Regions from separate parts of the Columba livia genome. Here region 1 is linked to region 2. A link is a contact called in public Hi-C data. All regions are on one chromosome and are shown on one strand. Each heading gives the region's core, a stretch centred on a gene start, on an enhancer-like site or on the middle of the called end of the contact. The rest is flanking DNA. Distances are from core to core; before and after follow the strand shown. Region 1 overlaps LOC110366162 (a long non-coding RNA gene). Region 2 has its middle 17 kb from the start of YIPF5.

Region 1 (4,648 bases), core at 1,265-3,764, 110 kb before region 2:
TGTTAAAATATAACTATGACTCTAACAGAGGAGAAGAGGCAATTAATGGAAACCGAGGACTGAGTTCAGAGTTGTGTGCAGTGTTCTAACCCAAATGTCAGGAAGCAACATGTGAAGCTCGGCCGGAGCTCTCGGCTGCCAGATGCAGAGATCTGTCTGTCTGTCTGTCTGTCAGGGTGTGCACGGATGGTGCGCAGGACCCGGAGATAAGCACATCGTGCCGCGTATGATTTGAAGTGAGCGTGCACAGCGTAATCCACAGGAAGCGTCTCGGTATAGAAGCGGTCTGGAGTCACACTGGGGAAAATATTAACCCCCTCTAGGCCCAAGGAAACAGCTGTAAACCGATCCCACACAACACAGTTTGCAGTATGGGGAAAGTGCTTTGGGTACTAGCTGCTGCCGGGCCCGGTGAGAACAGAAGTGACACACGGGTCCCTGCTGCACGCACTCGGGGCACGTGGGTCTGCGCTGCGCCGGGCGCAGGGCTGGGCGCGGGGCAGGAGGAAAGTGATTGAGGGTTTTTCCAGAGGAAGTGCTGCTCGTGGAATAGAATAGCAACCGTAACCTTCAAGAAATGAGTGTACAAAATGGTGCTAGCAGTTAACGGAGATCAGGTTCGATTGGTTGGATCTGCTTTTGGTAGGACAGAGAAGTTAAGGCATTGATCTACCAGGATTTCACTCAAAGCTCTGAACTGGACAAAAGTGATGGTTTTGATCTCTGAAGCAATTGATAAAGATAAGCTAAAGGAATAAAAAACCAGATGCCGAAGAACAGCTACGTATCAAAGACGTTGGGAATGGAAAGAATTCAGTCAAACCAGAGACCTTGCCGCACCAGTGACCAAAGTCACAGCAATGAAATAAAACCTTACCAAAGAAATATTCGCAGAGATATCAGGAATCTGAAGATGATTACTCAGAGTTATACAGAACAAAGAATTTATTTTAGAATAAATACTGTATGAAGTCCACAAATAACAAATCATAAAGTCCTTAAGCCTACTTGGAAGTACTTCCAAAACATACGGGTTGCATTGCCGTTTCCTGTGAAATGCTAATTCTGTAGCTGTGCATCAAAGGCAGCGCGTGGAAAGGCACGGTTTGATAGGAAGAGCTCTTCCTCCCGTGCAGCCTGCTGTCTCTACAGAAGGCGGTGCCATGCCCAGTCTCCAAAGCTCTTCACAAACACAGATCTTTGAAGATCTTGGTTGCCTTGTAAGGAGGTCAGTTTAGTTTCCTATCAGCTTGTAAGTCGTTTTGTTTAGTTCTGGAGCGTACATCAAAGCGGCCGTGTCTGCAGCCCGTGGGTGTTCCAGCGAGCGGGACGGCAGAGCCTGTCCCCGTGTCCCCACGAGCAGCATCCTCACCTGCACTGTCAGCTGTCCGAGGGGACTCCTGGGCCCAGACTTGATCTAAGTAGGATTTTGTCGTTAACTTCAGTAGGTCATAGGCCGAGATACAGAGGGTCTGTGCCGTGCCCTCCTTCATCCTCTTTAGATTAATAACTCTTTGTATTTTTTCTGCTTTCTTCATGTTTTTTCCTGCCTGCATTTCCTGTGCTAGTCCTTCATCTCTTGTGATGTATTTTGTACTTTGATTTCCCATCAGGTCCTTCACTTGTACTTGAACCACTGGTTTTGTTCTTCCGCAATGCCATTCTCCTTCCTGGATCCTTCCTCTTTGCACGCATTGATCTGCTTCATCTCCACTCCCTTTATTTCTTCCCCTCCTGTCCCAGGGTTTTCATCCTGCACGTAGCACTCGGAGAGCAGAACCCGTCCCGTCGGGCGTCCTTCCTTTGGCCGGGCGGACTCTGGCGCGTCCTTCCCGGAGCACACACCGCGTGGCCCCCGCGCTGCCTCTGGCGGGGTGTCGGGGCGCTGGGCCGGCCCCGCGCTCCCCGGGAAGCGCGGACGCGGCACACGGTGTGCGCATTACCCGGCACAGCGTGCTGCTGGGAAACGGTCGGCTCGGAGAATGCAGGGTGTTAACCAGGGCAGCTGGACTCTGCTGGTCCTTCTCACGCTCGTGCCTGAATAGAGCAAAATCTTAAAAGAGAAAATAGCACAGAGGGAAACCTTGTGTATGGCAATACAACGGAACAGAACTCATGGCAGATGCCTGAATAAAACACACCTCCAAGCTTCATCCTAAAAAAACCTGAAGCCTGTGTCCAACTGAGAAATCCCCACACAGGGTTAAATCTGTTTCTGGCGTGATGCGATATCAGCCCCTTCTAGTTCCATCGGCACAGAGCTTGGCCCTCAGTGTTTACTGAAGCCGTAAGAACAATCGTGAGCACTGGATCCACCCGGCCCTGGCTCCACATGGACAAAACATGGAGGGCTCCTCTCTCCTGCAGCTGTTTTGTGTAAAAAAGAAATCGCAACTGCAACTGGAAATCCATCTGAGGAAGTTACGGTCCCATTCAGTTTTCTGAATGCTAGCACATGGATCTGTGACAAGCGGCTGAAGTGCTGAAGTGCTGTGACAGACAATGGCAATGCGCTGTTCAGAAACGGGGGGAATTAACCGGGTTAATTGGGGAGGAGGAGCACTTTGAGCCAGGCATTGGGGTGAAGTCATATGTAAGCACACACAAATAACTTTGTTGTTTTTAAGTTTTGCAGAAACATCTGGCAACAACATGCAAGGAAGAGGAAACTTTTGTTTTATGCATCAAGAGCTCTCTATGAAGAAAATCAGCTAATTACAGGATGCCTGCAAGAAAAGAACCACCTTTGATTTCACCAGTAGTTTTTCCTGCAGCACAAAGTGCAACACAAGTCGGCGGCAGCGGCGGGCGGGCCGGGGGCAGGGCAGGGGAGGGCGTCCCGGCCCCGGGGCCGCGGTGGCGGGAGCTGGGTCTGCGCACCCGGTTTGCACCCCCGCGTGCCCCTGGCCCCGCACAGCGCGCGAGGCTTGTCCTCACGGCGTCCTGTACCTTCCCATGCGGGTGACTTCAAATCACGGTCTGTAAATGTAGTGCTTGTCAGCAATAAAGCAGAATTATGTGCAGCTGGTTCACTAATGAAAAAGAATTTGGGATGTGACACGGTGCAAGGTTTGAGCTCAGACTCCTAAGTACGATATATCAGTAAAGTTATAAGCAAAAGGAAACGTTACCGCTAAAAACGTGTTTTGTGAAATGTCATAAAGCTTTTGAAACATCTGTCTTTACTGCAAGATAAATGACTCCTCTTTAAATTGAAAACGTAATTCCAAACAATGCCGCTCTCAGTACTGCAGATGGGTCCGGATTCGGAGTCTGAGCCAGCGCCAGGAGCCGCAGGAAAGGATCCTTCGAACTGCAGTGGGTGCTACATGTCGAAAAAGGATTTTAAAATCTTTTCTGAAATATCACGCAGCTGAAATGGAAGAATTCACAGGGAGTTAAGGAAGGAGATAGGACATGAAAACTAAAATACTTTTCTTGAAACAAGAAAAGAACACTGTGTAAATTAATTAGATGCAAGTTCTCAATCTCTTAAGTTCTTATGGAAGAAGTGCTTGTAGACAATTGTCCTTATGCTTTGTGTTCCACCTTACTCCCTGTGTTTTATTGTAACTGTATTTACACGAATATAACTTTTAAAGGACTTCAGTTTTAAACAGGCTTCTTCTATGCTGGGACATCTAATAAAAAACCTGAAGACTTAAAAAAGTATTTGTGTGGTAAGATGATACCCGGCGTCAGTCCAGCGTCACAGAAATCGGTGCTGAAGCTGCAGTGCCAAAAATGAAGACAGATAAAAAGAAAATCGTATTGTCTCATATTTAGGAGTGATAGAAGTTTAAAGACCACCTCAACATTATGGTGACGTAAAGCACTCTAAAACTGGGGTTTATTTTGCCACCTGAGAGTTTCTACATTGTCGGGAGCACTGAGATCCGGGCTCACAAGTGGATCCTCAACGCTTTGGCTTAACAGGTGACTCGGCAGGGACGGCCGTTCTCACTGTTCTCCTTAGGAACAAGAGCCTGAGTTACCCCTGCACAGCAGGGACGGCTGTTCTCACCGTTCTCGCCATTCTCACCTGGCTCGTTAGGATGAGTTGGGTGGTTTCTCTTTTTCCCAGGCACAGATTTGCCCTCATTATTTAAACTCATGAATTTGCAAACATCTACGCAAGCGTATGTTGGTGAGGTTAACTGGATTCAAACCACTAATAAAGCAATAGACTTTGACTCTCCGGATCAGTGCAAAACTTCCTATAAAAAGAGTTTCTCCTATGCATTAACATCACTTCTGGGAGGTGTATGAGCAGCCCTGCAGTGTCACCTGCCTCCACGGGCACCGTCTCCCAGCGCATCCCGAGCGCTCGCAGCGTGCGTTCGGCTCCGCTGGGAAAGCCAAGGGAAGTGTTAACTGCCTTATGGTTCTGATCAGGGCCATTTGGGATGTGACAAATTTCTGGAGTGTAAAAGTAAAACAAACCAGAGACCGAATAACAACAGAGAAAAGAAAAAAAACAAAAACCAGAAAAATCAATATGGCTCCAATTGCCCATGTTTCCAAATGCGAGCTGCCAGGGGACTGCAGGGCAGTGCGATCAAAGTGCAGCACAACTGTCTGACTGTTTGCTTAAACCTAAACACACTCGGCCCCTGCAGCACACTATTATTAGCTGCAGACTGTGGAT
Region 2 (4,523 bases), core at 1,544-4,043:
TGAGCGTACACCCAAATGTTGAGCAAGAACCCCCACCAGGTTTAGTCTCTATCCGTTGTATTCCAGCACGGCAGCTGCCAGCGCGGCGGAGCCGCCGCAGACAAAGGTGTTGGAGCTGTCGCCGGGCAGCCTCCACAAACCCCCCTGCAGAACCCGGCTCCTTCTGCGCTCCGCGTTACAGGGCGAGGGAACACTCAACTATTAACTTCAGAATTCTTTGCACAGGAAGCAGCTAAGAAGCCCCTCATAACTGAGATAAAATGTGGTCATTCTGATGTACATAACCTTTTGCCTCGGGTTATTTTTAGAATTTTAGTTGCCATAACAACAAAGAGTATTTTACCATGTAGCGTATACTGAAATGAGTTTGTTCACCCGTGTAGCTCACAGCAGCACCCTGAGCACCACCTATGCCCCAAGGGAGGAAAGCTCCCCACTCCAGCCCAGGGTCAGACCCAGGACCGCAGCTGCAGGAACCCAGGACACACAGCATCAGACACGTGGACAGAAAAGCAGCCAGCGCAGCAGATGCTGCAGCCCCATCAGCCCAGCTGCTTTCTGGGCTGCTGTAACCACTGCACAGCCCCCAGCACCCCCTGTCCAAGCACCCCAGAGGAGCCCTTACCTGCACCCAGCAGCCTCTGCAGCAGCAAAGGACCCTCAGAAGCAAAGCAAGACCCAGGCTGGCTGCACCCATAAGGAGGCTGTGGGGATGGGACACACCTGTGGGGATGAAGTACACCTGTGGAGATGGGACACACCTGTGGGGATGGGGCACATCCATGGGGATGGGGTACACATGGCCTGCTCAGGCAGCTGGACTAGATTATTGTTATAGGTGCCTTCCAACCAAAACATTCCATTCCATTCCATGTGAACAGGGCACACCAGCAGCAATTGTGACGCTGGGTCCTGTCACTGGGGCTGTGGCTGGAGCTGTCGGTGCAGCCAGCGCGTTGGGCTCAGCAGTGGGTCCCCACTTGCTGTCCTGCCCCTCATCCCCCATCTGCCCACTCCAGTTACACATGACCTGTTGAATATATATTTTTGCTAGCAAGTTGTTCTGTTGCTGTAGCCACAATGGCCTAATGCAAGAAGCAAGGGAGGAGGAAATGCGAGAGCCCCTGGTGCCGGCTGCCCGCAGCGGGGCAGCGAGGGGCTTGTGCACACGCGTCCGGGCAGGCACGGGGAGCGGCGGGGGGACACGCAGCAGAGCGGGGGGCAGAGCGGGGCAGGGCAGAGCTCTAACCCGTCACTGGGCTCCATTCCTGATCCTGCGAGTACAGGGGCTGTGAGGGGGTCTGCTGCCCTGGGGCCGCGGCAGCAGCAGAGCCTCCTTGCCGTTACTCATGTGTAAACTGCATATTATTCCAAAGCATGTTTGATCTGGAATACGTTTCTTCTGCTTAAACAGTACTGTGCTTCCCCAGAGCTGCCTGATCACCAGGTAACTGACAGAAAGCAGCTGTGGATGCTGAACCCAGCTCAGATAGCTGAGTGATTGCTAAACACAGTTTTTAAATGTTTGCAAACGTTTACTCTCCTCTGCATACCTTTTTTCCAGCAAAAACTGACAGCGTTCTTTTCAAACAAAACAAATGAGGCAGTGGCAGCAGGTGAGCACTCCTGGGCACTCCTGGGCACTCCTGGGTGCTCCTGGGCGCTCCTGCCGCTTCCAGACCATGTGGAAATCGGTGTGACGGCAGCTCCCGCAGCCATGGGGCTCCAGGCACACACAGGGACACCCGGCACACACAGGGACACCCGGTCCAGCGCGGCCGAAGGGAGCACACACCATGGACAACCAACCGACGGGCTTTAATTAAAACCAGCGACCAGATTTTTAAGCATAGAAAATACTGATCTTCTCCAAAATTATTTGCTCTGCTTGAAAGCTAATGCTCTGCTTTAAGTCTGCTTTTATATGTCTTTTGGACTCGAATTACGGCACATTAATTATGGCCAGAGGCAATGAAGTGGTGTTATTCCTTTACAAAGAATATGGAGAACTTCAGTTAAAAATAGTGTGTAAGGCAGCGCTGCCAGGCTCAGGCATTTTCCTGCCTCTGCTGGATTTCTGGTTTCCATAACCAAGGAGGAATTTGCTCACAGAACATATGGAATTTTTATATTACTCAGCATAATTAAGTGTAACCGGTTAAACGATGGCAGCGACTGTGGAGGTCACTAGAACAGCCATTAACTTTTCCCTGCTAAGTGACGTGGCAGGTGGCCAAAATACCATTATTGTCCTCCCCCAACCCTTTTTTTTTTTAGTGTGGTTACACAGAATTTTAAGCTTCCATTGGAAAGGATGAGCACGGAACACCCGGAACACCCGCATGCTGTGGGGCTGCGTTCCCAGCAAGAGACAAAACATGTTGCAAGATCCGAATTCAGAGCCAGAGCCCCAGCCTGAGTGATCCACTGAGCTCTGGTGGGACCTGGTGCCACCTGCAGACGTCGCTGAGCTTTAGTCGGCAGGACAGGAGAGCAGAAGCACCCACACCTGCCACCCCCTTCGAAGAACTGAAGCCATACAGCAAATGGGAGCTTTGGAGAACTCACAGAGGAAAGCAGGGATTTATTCCCTGTGCTCTGACACGTTAGAAAGTGTTCTTAACCAGCAGCGCCGCGCTGCCCCGTGTCCCCGCAGCGCCCGTGTGGCCCCGCCGCAAGCGCAGGCTCAGGGCACCGAGCTGACCGGGAGCAGCCCGGGAGCGGTGCCGCGGGCCGGCCGCTCCCCAGCCCGGCCCGGGACCAGCAGATCCCCGGGCCAGCGGATCCCCCGGGACCAGCGGACCCCTCCGGGACCAGCGGATCCCCGGGTCTGCGGATCCCCGGGTCAGCGGATCCCCGGGCCAGCGGACCCCCCGGGCCCAGCGTATCCCCGGGCCAGCGGACCCCCCCGGGACCAGCGGATCCCCAGGTCAGCGGACCCGGCAGCAGCTCCGAGACTCCGCGTGCACAGATTGCCATCTAGTGGCCCGGGAACACGGGCGTCCAGGGCTTTGCTCACTCGTTTAGTTCCCGGGGATGCTGATCGAGCCCAAACATTGCTGGAGGGGGCTCTGAAATGCTCTTGCGTTCCCCCCTTGCCTGGGACGGAGCCTTTGCCACGGCGAGCAGCAGGTTGGGAGGTCAAATTATATTTGCTCTGCCTTCTCGCCTTGTTAATCCTACGTTTTAAGTTTTCAGGATGTTTTGGCTGGGAAGTAAGGCCAAAGGGCAACTTTTGGAGGAAGGTTCATTATTGGTGCTGTTTCTCCTGGGTGCAATACAGATTGCAGGTCAGGGATGCTCTGCTGTGCTCACACCTTACACCAGGAGATTCAGGGAAACCTCAGTGGCCTTGTCAAGACCCCCAGGTGTGCAGGAACCCTCAGGACGCTCCGTTTTCCAGCTGCCGGCTTGAATTCAGCAGCAGCACCGGGTCAGCCCAGCGGGAGCTCCGAATGCGGCTGGCACGGGGACCCCTGCCGCAGGGACACTGGACGTGCTGGTGTGACCCCTGCTCTGCAGCCTCCTCTGCCTTGGGAACGTTCATCCCCTGGGCTCTCTCCTGTGGGGCCTTTGCGGTCTCGGGGTGACTCATCTGACCCTTATGGTACTTGCTTTGAGATAAGAAAAGTGCCTTATTTACTCATATGTCTACATCTGCATTACAGATATCTGTCTGATCAGGTGAAGCCCACAGCAGATGGGTTGAAATAAAGGCTGAAATCAGTGAGAAATATTGAGAACCGCAGCAATATAAATACCGCCGTTACAAATCATTTATTGGTTCAGAGAATGATGCAGACAAGTTATTGATAATGGTATAGATTAATGAGCAAAAGGGGGTTTTTGTTCTGGTTCGTTTTCCCAGCAGAACTGAGCTGTGGTTATGCTTTGCCTGTTTAGTGTCCTCTAGACAAATAGTTCCCCGTCTCCATGTCTCAGCTTCTCCCTCTGTGATATAGAGATGATAATAATTAGCCAGCTTCTTAGTAAACTGGATTGACTGAGACTGGTAAGAGGGGAAAAGGCACATTATAGTGGGAGAAAACTGGAGCAGAATTATAATCCATGGAAATGGAAGATTATAATCCATGAAGATTTATCGGCTTTCTAAGCTCCATCAAGCGCTGCATTCACACATTACTCTTGTGCTTGAGAGTCAACACGTGCCAAGGTGCATCACCTGAAGATTTGCCACCTCGCTTAGCCACAGGCTGCAAATAAAGGAAACCTGATGACACCTGAACAGAGCCTCAAGGGCCCTTGCTGGCCAAAGGCAGCAGCTTCTGCCCGGCGTGACGCGGGTGCGAGCCTGCCGTGTGCTGTGCAGGGCGCCCGCCCCGAGCCACCAGCAGCGTTACTCCTGGGTTGCGAGGGGCCGGAGCGCTGGCCGTGCTGTAAATCATGCGTGGGCATGACGGGGGAAAACTCACCATGAGAGATCCTGGCAGCAACGCGGAGGGGATTGCGAGAGTGTGCAAGTGCAGGCCAAAGCTGCTAGTCCTGCCAAAGGATCTTGGAAG

Evidence for each region. A called contact is a pair of places that touch in the nucleus more often than the background predicts.
Region 1: a contact with region 2 is called in a Hi-C map of crop, with 2.8 times the contacts expected there. The contact joins two enhancer-like sites. A contact is called at or near these places in 2 of 2 Hi-C or Micro-C datasets (crop and liver).

The regions. Positions count from the first base shown.
Region 1 is chr14:1,019,352-1,023,999 of bColLiv1.pat.W.v2, reverse strand. LOC110366162 (a long non-coding RNA gene) reads left to right here. Exons shown (of 3, transcript XR_002426287.2): 3 at 2,628-3,633. Among named protein-coding and RNA genes, the nearest start is that of NR3C1, 6.6 kb to the left of the region's middle. Within about 2 kb of position 2,514, at least 2 of the 3 cell types and tissues checked have an H3K27ac peak away from gene starts, as active enhancers do.
Region 2 is chr14:909,796-914,318 of bColLiv1.pat.W.v2, reverse strand. No RefSeq gene overlaps it. Among named protein-coding and RNA genes, the nearest start is that of YIPF5, 17 kb to the right of the region's middle. Within about 2 kb of position 2,793, at least 2 of the 3 cell types and tissues checked have an H3K27ac peak away from gene starts, as active enhancers do.